Regions from separate parts of the Oryctolagus cuniculus genome. Here all the other regions are linked to region 2. A link is a contact called in public Micro-C data. All regions are on one chromosome and are shown on one strand. The core of a region is the stretch at or near the end of the contact, and the rest is flanking DNA. Distances in the headings are between cores, read along the strand shown. Region 1 holds the start of HEXA (hexosaminidase subunit alpha). Region 2 holds the start of BBS4 (Bardet-Biedl syndrome 4). Region 3 holds the start of ARIH1 (ariadne RBR E3 ubiquitin protein ligase 1).

Region 1 (2,700 bases), core at 103-2,602, 170 kb before region 2:
TTCAAACAAGAAACCTGCTAGCCACCCTGTCTCGCACAGACCACGCCTTGCTCTTGCTCTGGGAAGGGTTAAAGTAGACTGGGTGGTGGTCTGGTCCAGTCCAAGGGCAGAGGCCCCTTCTCCCCACCCAGCTGCCCATCCCACATTGCCTCCTCACAGTCCCCGGACAATCCCGTGCCCTGATGAGTAATGACCGCATGACTTGGGCCCTGCCTACCTGGGGGTCACAAGGTCTTCCCTCCCGTGGGACCGAGCTTATCCTCCAAATTGGAAACAGGAAAAGAAACCCAAACCGAAAAGAAGCAATGGCCAGGGGAGGCGTCTTCAGGACAGCGAAGCATGACGAACCATGTCACTTACTAACTTAACCACCTTTAATCTTGTGCGTGGAGCAAATCCAATCCCGGAAAGGGTCGCAGAAGGCTCTAGACACTGACAGAAGAATCCGTCTTCCATTGTCGAACAAAAGGGTTGGGCGAAGCAGCGGGAGGCAGTCTGCTTTGGGGTAACTCTCAGGGATGTACACGCTACCGATTTCCACCCCGCGGGCACTCCGAGAGCACACACCAGCCCCAACTCTGCGCCCCATCCCAGCCCCACACCGCTGGACGCGCCGTGTGCCACACGTTTACGGAGCTGTGCGTGGGTTCTCGCGTCCCGTCTGCTCTGGTCTTCCGTACCCAGCCCTGGTCCCGTTCTCACGGGGACCCAGACGTCTCAGGGGTCTGCTCAGGGCGCAGTATTCTGACATTCTTCCTGTAGCAGGCCAACTCCTGACACAGCTCAAGGGAGAGACTGCAGGCCAGAGTGGCCACAGAGGGTGGGCTCAGGCAGGGGGTACGCGCAGGAGACTGAGCCGACAGCCGGAGGAAAGGGCGGGAGGCGGCGGAGGCAGAGCGACCTGGGGACTGGCGGGACCCGGGTGGGTGTCAGGGTTCGCGGGTGGGGGCTGCTGCGCGGCAGGGCTCTCTCGGGGGCGGACTTCCAGGCGGCGGAGCACGGACTCACCCGAGAGGCTGGGACGCGGCCAGGACCCGGCCCCGAACAGCAGCTCCCGGTAGCGCTGGAAGGCCTGGTCGAGGACGGCGCAGCCCGGCTGCACGGCCGAGCTCACATGGTAGCGGAACTGGAAGCTGTTCGGGTACAGGGTGTAGTGCCGGCCGGACGTCTGGATGTACTGGGGCCAGGGCCACACGGGCGCCGCCCGGCCAGCGAACGCTGCCGCCAGCAGCAGCGACAGCCACAGCCCGGAGCCGGCCATGGCCCGCCGGTGACCGCCCCAGCGGGCCGACTAGCGCGAGCCCAGGTCAGGTGGGCGGCGGCGCTCACGTGAGGGCCGGCGAGGCGTCACGTGACCGGAGTGCGTCACGTGATTGGGCGCGCATCGCGTAGCCCGGCGGCGCCTGCGGGGACCACACTTCCGGGGTCGGCTCGCGGCTTTTTCCTGTCCCGCCCAGTGAGGCGGTGAGTGACAGCCCCGCCCGGCTCGTCCCTGCTGGCGCCGGGCCCGGGTCCAGGCAGCGGGCAGCGCCCCCTGGGGCCGCGCGAGGACGGGGCGGAAGCCGGAGAGCCGGGGGTTAAAGCCGTGCGTCACGGTGACGGCGGAGGCCGCGGGGCGGGGAGCGGGGGCCCTTGGCCGTCCGAGCTGCTTTGCTGGAGCGTGGCTGCTGTGTCCCGGGGCCGGTCTGAGCCCGGGAAACGTGTCCTCCCAGGGCCGGATGAGGCCCGGTTCTCTTCCCTCCGCGGGTGGTCGTCAGTGCCGAGCTGGCTGCCCTCACACCCCTTCCCCAAGACGGGCCCGCACACAGGTGCGGCGCTTCCGAGGGGCAGGGTCGGGGGTGCCCGGGGCTGGTCCTGCAGGGGCTTCGCTGGGCGGGCCTGGACTCAGGGCTTAGCTCCGTGGGCTGCAGAAGGCTGTTCCGAAATCTCCATTCCAGAAATCTGAGGGTCAGAAGCAGTTAGCAGACCTTTTGTAAAAAGCTGGAGGTGCGAGATGACCAGAGGCTAACCTTCAACAGTGCTGCCTGCAGAAGGAAGTAAAAAGAATGCTGTTGAGCGAACTGCTTGGCTGGGAGGCACCCTCCTAAAATCCTAACGGCGTTTCAGTACTACAGTGTAAAGATCGGGAAAATAAACTCGAGAGAAAGGCCCTTTAACGATCACGATAATTTATATTTAGGTTTAGATAACCCGATTTAAACATCTCTGATGGATAAAGTCATCTCTCAGGTCTTCAGTTTACAGATTCAGCAAGAAATTCCTCTTTGCTTGATTGTGGTGGAATGGAGGTTGTAGGAAAGGAAGCAGAAATTCAATCAAATTGGTTTCTCCATTGCTTAAATCTGCATTTTTCTGACGCTGGTAGGTGCCTGGGGCTCAGGCTGCCCGCAGAGATGTTACAGCAGGGTCCCAAGGTCGAGGCTCCCAGAATTATTACCGGAAGGGCCAAGTTCATAGCCAGTTCTGTAAGGTCAATAGGTTAGGCAGGGTTCAGACCAGGTTCAAAGGTGAGAGCGGTAGAACAGGTGGGGCGTTGGGACTGGGCAGGTGGCACAGGTGGCATGGCACCCTCTTCCGTAGACTGAGCCTGCAGCGGGGGAAAGGAGTCGCTTACCCACGACACTCACGCAAGATGGAGGACTTGGACCCAAATAAAGAGGTTTGGACTGTTACCAGGGAGAGGCTCTGGAGATTGGTGGA
Region 2 (2,700 bases), core at 164-2,663:
CCAGCTCTCTGCTGTGGCCAGGGAGTGCAGTGGAGGATGGCTCAAGTGCTTGGGCCCTGCACCCCATGGGAGACCAGGAGGAAGCACCTGGCTCCTGGCTTCGGATCAGCGTGGTGCGCCGGCCTCAGCGCGCCAGCCGTGGCGGCCATTGGAGGGTGAACCAACGGCAAAGGAAGACCTTTCTCTCTGTCTCTCTCACTGTCCACTCTGCCTGGTAAAAAAAAAAAAAAAAAAGAAAGAAAAAAAAGAAAAAGAAAAAAAAAAAAAACAGCACAGGGTGCGGTGGAATTGCCCTGCAGGTGGCAACACTAACAGGTTGCTAACGACCCCATCAGGTGGGAATATTGCATTAAAGTATTACAAATATGGTGCAGCTGCTTCTTTAAACGTGTACTGGAGGCACTGAACTGCTCCTGGTGCCTGCTCCTTCTTCCAGCGCTTAGCACCCACTGGTACTACAGCTGAGTGAGCCCTGTTGGGAGGGCCTGACCTGAATGACAGGCCACACTCACAGGTTTCTAAGGGAAATGAAGACCTGTGACCCAAGAAGTGTGCTCTACACACGTCCGAGGATTTTCCTATGAAAATGTCTCTGTAGGCCAGCATGTGGTGCAGCAGGTCAAGCCCCCGCGTGCAGTGCCAGCAAACATCAGAGCTCCAGCTTCCCGTCAAGCTCCCTACTAACGTACCGGGGAAGGCAACGGAAGGTGGCCCAAGTGCCTGGGTCCCGCCACCCACGTGAGAGATCTGGGTGGAGTTCCTGGTTCCTGGCTTTGTCCAGACCCAACCATTGCAGCCATTTGGGGAGTGAACCAGCGGATGGAAGACCTCTCTCTCTCTCTAACTCAGCCTTTCAAATAAATACATAAATTTGGAAAAAAAAAAAAGGAGAGATCTTTACACAGAATAATGGTTTCTATCTACAGAAGAAAGGCTGCCGGGGGTGGTTTTTTGCCCTTTGGGACCCTGCATCCCATACTGCAACGGCTGCTTCAAGCCTCAGCTCCATCTCCGCCGCCCGCTTCCTACCAGCGTGCACCCTGGCAGGAGCAGGTGGGTCCTTGCCGTGCACATGGGAGACCTGGACGGAGTCTGGCTGTCTTTTTCTTCCTGGCCGTCGCCGTTTCTGAAGTTGAGCAGTCAGCGCATTTCTCATTCTGGCTCGGGGAGCAGGGAGGGGTCCTGCGCGTCGCGCCCACCGAGCGAGGCCCCAGCCGCGGTGGGCGCCGGGGAGCAGGTGCAGAAGGCCCAGGCTGCACAGACGCCGCCGCCCAGCGCGCAGCCGGCTTCTCCCGCCCATCAGTCATCAAACGAGAGGGTGGGATGAGACCCCCGCCCCGGCCACGCCGCCCGCAGCCCGGGGAGGGCACCGCGCTCCCGGCCGGCGGCAGCTCCACAGCCCCGGAGAACCGCGGAGGCCGGGAGACGCCCGGGCCACTGACGCTTCCGGCCCGCAGGGCCCGCCCCCGACCGCGACTTCCGGGCCGCGTCGCTCCGGAAACCGCCGACTTCCGGCCGCGGCCGCGGTGGGCGGAGCCAACATGGCTGAGGAGAAGCTCGCGCCGGTGAGCGACCGGGTCCTCCGTGGTGCCGGGGGCCCGGCGCCTGCTCCCGCGGCGCTGGCCGCGCGTGGTCAGCCCGAGCTGTTGCAGCGCAGGGTCGGGCTGGGGGGCCCTGGCGGCTCTGGGGGTGCGGTGGGCGGGAGGGGCAGGCGGTGGCCGAGGGGGCCGCTGCGCTAGGCCGGCGCTTCGTGGTGTCGGGTCGGGGTCTGCGGGCGCGGGGGCTGCGGTGAAGCCGACGGAGGGCTGGAGCGAGCCCCGCGGAGCGCGCGCGGGCGCGGGGGGACGCGGTGAGGGCGCCGCGCTCTGCGCGTCAGGTGCGGAGCGCGCTAATCCGACTTCGGCGTGTGGCCGGCGTTAGCTTAACAGTCCGCCGCGTTTCTGCCCGTCTGGGAACCTGCGGCCTCCTGTGCTCCAGTTCCTGGTCAGCGTGCGCCGTGGGGGCCTTCGTGGGAGTGCGCTTGGGCCCCTCTCCCCGGATGTGTCCCCGAGTGGGGTAGCCGGGTCACCCCGTCGTTCTGTTACATAGCTGTGTTTTCAGGTGCACATCGACAGTGTTTACCGAAGTCTCAACCGCAAAATCTTGTCTACCTTGCTTCAGTGCCGCTATTCAAAACAGGTTCGAGCCGGCGCCGCGGCTCACTAGGCTAATCCTCCGCCTTGTGGCGCTGGCACACCGGGTTCTAGTCCTGGTCGGGGCGCCGGATTCTGTCCCGGTTGCCCCTCTTCCAGGCCAGCTCTCTGCTGTGGCCAGGGAGTGCAGTGGAGGATGGCCCAGGTGCTTGGGCCCTGCACCCCATGGGAGACCAGGAGAAGCACCTGGCTCCTGGCTCCTGCCTTCGGATCAGCGCGGTGCGCCAGCCGCGGCAGCCATTGGAGGGTGAACCAACGGCAAAGGAAGACCTTTCTCTCTGTCTCTCTCTCTCACTGTCCACTCTGCCTGTCAAACAAACCAAACAAACAGGTCCGGCACTGTTGCTGGAGTGATTGTGACTTTTTGGGAATTGGTCGAAGACACCCTGGAGGGGCCGGCGCTGGGGCACAGCCGGTAACTGCAACGCAGGCCTCCCATGAGAGCGCCTGTTCTAGTCCTGGCTGCTCCACTTGCGACAAGCTCCCTGCTAGTGTGCCTGGGAAAGCT
Region 3 (2,700 bases), core at 51-2,550, 130 kb before region 2:
CCTGCCACTTCACTGGTTTCAGAACCCCACCAAACTTTGATGAACCCCAAGTCTAGCAGGCATCCTGGAGCCCTCCCCACCGCCAGACCCGCAGCCAATGGTGCTGGCCCCCCTTTCAAATTAAGGCAGAATCCGGTCTCTTCTCATCACCTGCCCTGCCACTGCCCGAGCTCAAGGCCCTGTGGTCACCTGGACTTCTAAGACGGGCTCCTAACCGGTCTCTGCCTTCACAGCCCATTCTGCACGCAGGAGCCAGGGTTCTTTTCGGGAACACAGATCCCAAGTTCACTCTTCTAAAACCCTGCAACGCTTCCCATTGCAACAACGGCCGGCTTCCACTGCTTCGCTCCTGGTCCTTGTGTTTTCCCCATTTCTCTGCTGTGAGCAGGGTTGGGGGAAACCAGCAAAGGTGTAACGGGAGTTACCAAGGGGGCGACACGGGTTGCTGGGTGACACCGAGCGCCTGGCGTTTGATAGGATGTTCTGGGCTGCGCGTGTTTCCCCGGCTCTCCTGTTTACAAAGACGCCAAGTCCACTGGCAGGATGGCATCGGAGCCGTGCCAGCACCTCGCCAGTGCACCTGCTTGTCCTGCTCGCTCCCTCGCACCCCGCCTGCCCTGGGCGCGCAGGACGCAGGTGCCCGCGCCCCCACCGGCGCCGCGTTGTGGGGCGGTGCCCGGCGTACCGCACCGGGTCCTTACAAAGCGTTTTGACGCCTGTCCAGCAACCCCCCCCCAAGCACAGGGAGCGCCTTCCGTGGCCTGCCCGGCCCCTTTGGCTTCGGGCCCCGTCCGGCGCGCAGATAGCGGAGCCCAGGCGAACTCGGAGCTTCGGGCCCCAGGCAGCGCCCGCCGCGTGACGTCACCGTCGGGGGCACGGGCGCGAGCTGCACCTGCCGCACAGCGTAGGTTCCACGCGCGCGCGCGCGCAGCATCCCGCGCCCCCCAACCCCCACAGTTCAGCGGCCCGGGGGCCCGGGGGGCTCGAGTCCAGAGCCGCGGCTGCCAGGAGTCACGCCCGGTCCCCCTGGACCGCGCAGGGGACGGACGGGTCCCCCGCGGTCACAGCCGCCGCCGGGGCCACGGAGCCGCAGCCGTCTCGTGGGAGGCGCCCCCACCCCACCCCCACGGGCCCCGGCCCCGCAGAGCCGCTCGGCCGCACCACGGACCCTGGGGCGCCGCGGCGCTCGCCGACCTGGCGGGCCGGGCCGCGGGGTTTCCCGCACACGGCGCGCAGGGGCGGCGGGGCGGGGCGCGGTGACGTACGGGCGTGACGCGCGACGCAGCGCGACGCGGTGACGCACGCCCCTTTGTTGGCTCAGTAGCGGCAGCAGCGGCCGTGGAGGTGGCGCTGGGGGCTGTTTTCTCTCGGAGGCCGGAGCGGAGCGGCGTCTGACTGAGGCGGGCGGCCACAGGCCCCTCGCCGCCTCCCTCGCCGCCTCCCGCGCGCCGTCCCCGCCGCCCGCCGCCCGCCGCCAGCCGCCCGCCGCCGCCGCCGCGCCGGGGAGGAGCCGCGGCCCGCGCGGCCGCAGCCAGGCCTGCGCCCCGGACACCCGCCGGAGCCGGAGCGAGAGCCGGGGCCTCGGCGTCCCCGCCCTCTCCCCGCCTCGGCCAGCGTCCGCCGCGCCATGGACTCGGACGAGGGCTACAACTACGAGTTCGACGAGGACGAGGAGTGCAGCGAGGAGGACAGCGGCGCGGAGGAGGAGGAGGACGAGGACGACGACGAGCCGGACGATGATAACCTGGACCTGGGCGAGGTGGAGCTGGTGGAGCCCGGGCTGGGCGTCGGCGGGGAGCGGGACGGACTGCTGTGCGGGGAGACGGGCGGCGGCGGCGGCAGCGCCCTGGGGCCGGGCGGCGGCGGTGGCGGCGGCGGCGGCGGCGGCGGCGGCGGGCCTGGGCACGAGCAGGAGGAGGACTACCGCTACGAGGTGCTCACGGCCGAGCAGATCCTGCAGCACATGGTGGAGTGCATCCGGGAGGTCAACGAGGTCATCCAGGTGAGCGTGGCCGCCGCGCGGGCCTGCCGGCCGCCGCCGCCCCTGCCGGGGATGCAGGGTGCGCGGGCGGGCGCTCGCCGGCCGGGCCGGGCCGGGCCGGGCCGGGCCGGGCCGGGCGCGGGGAGGCGCGCGGGGGCGGCGCTTCCCGGCCCCGGCCATGGCGCAGGCCTGCCGCCGCCGCCCGGGGCCTCCGGCTCGCGGCCGATGCCTGCCGCGCCGGGCCCGGCGGCCGCGGGCTGCCTCCCGCGCGGGGCGGGGCGGGCGCGGGTGCGGGAGGAGGAGGAGTGGCGGGGGATCGGCCCGGTCCTGGGTGCTCCGGGCCGGTCTGGGGAGGGACTAGGGCAGGCCCGCGAGCAGCTGGGTGTACGGTTGCCCCAAGCGGGCACGAGTCAAAGGAGAAACGGATCCGCCCGGCAGGCCGAGCGCCTGCCTGCTCGGGGGAGGGGAAGAGGCGCGGGTGGGCCCTTTCCGACGGCGCGGCTGCTGCTGGCGGCGGTGACGTCCTGGCTGGCTGCAGGCGAGCGCCGGGGCCGCTCCGGCCGGCCGCACACGCGTCCCTGCGGCTCGCCGGGCAGCCCCCGAGCGCAGGGCGTCCCCCTGGACGGGGCTCCGTTTTGTGAGGTTTTCTGTGTCTGAGCTCGGTGCTCTCCTGCTCCGTGGTCAGGAAGCGAGGCTTGGCCGAATTCGGTGATCGCGGC

The links. A called contact is a pair of places that touch in the nucleus more often than the background predicts.
Region 1: a contact with region 2 is called in a Micro-C map of ear pinna, with 4 times the contacts expected there. The contact joins the promoter of HEXA here to the promoter of BBS4 in region 2. A contact is called at or near these places in 2 of 6 Hi-C or Micro-C datasets (ear pinna and an unstated tissue).
Region 3: a contact with region 2 is called in a Micro-C map of ear pinna, with 5 times the contacts expected there. The contact joins the promoter of ARIH1 here to the promoter of BBS4 in region 2. A contact is called at or near these places in 2 of 6 Hi-C or Micro-C datasets (ear pinna and an unstated tissue).

The regions. Positions count from the first base shown.
Region 1 is chr12:110,773,423-110,776,122 of mOryCun1.1, reverse strand. HEXA (hexosaminidase subunit alpha) reads right to left here and starts at 1,352. Exons shown (of 14, transcript XM_002717700.5): 1 at 1,009-1,352. The coding sequence starts at 1,261.
Region 2 is chr12:110,602,214-110,604,913 of mOryCun1.1, reverse strand. It overlaps BBS4 (Bardet-Biedl syndrome 4), which reads left to right and starts at 1,413. Exons shown (of 15, transcript XM_070054707.1): 1 at 1,413-1,565. The coding sequence starts at 1,542. LOC138844765 (a long non-coding RNA gene) reads right to left here and starts at 1,453. Exons shown (of 2, transcript XR_011381109.1): 1 at 1,030-1,453.
Region 3 is chr12:110,731,368-110,734,067 of mOryCun1.1, reverse strand. It overlaps ARIH1 (ariadne RBR E3 ubiquitin protein ligase 1), which reads left to right and starts at 1,300. Exons shown (of 14, transcript XM_051822317.2): 1 at 1,300-2,002. The coding sequence starts at 1,628.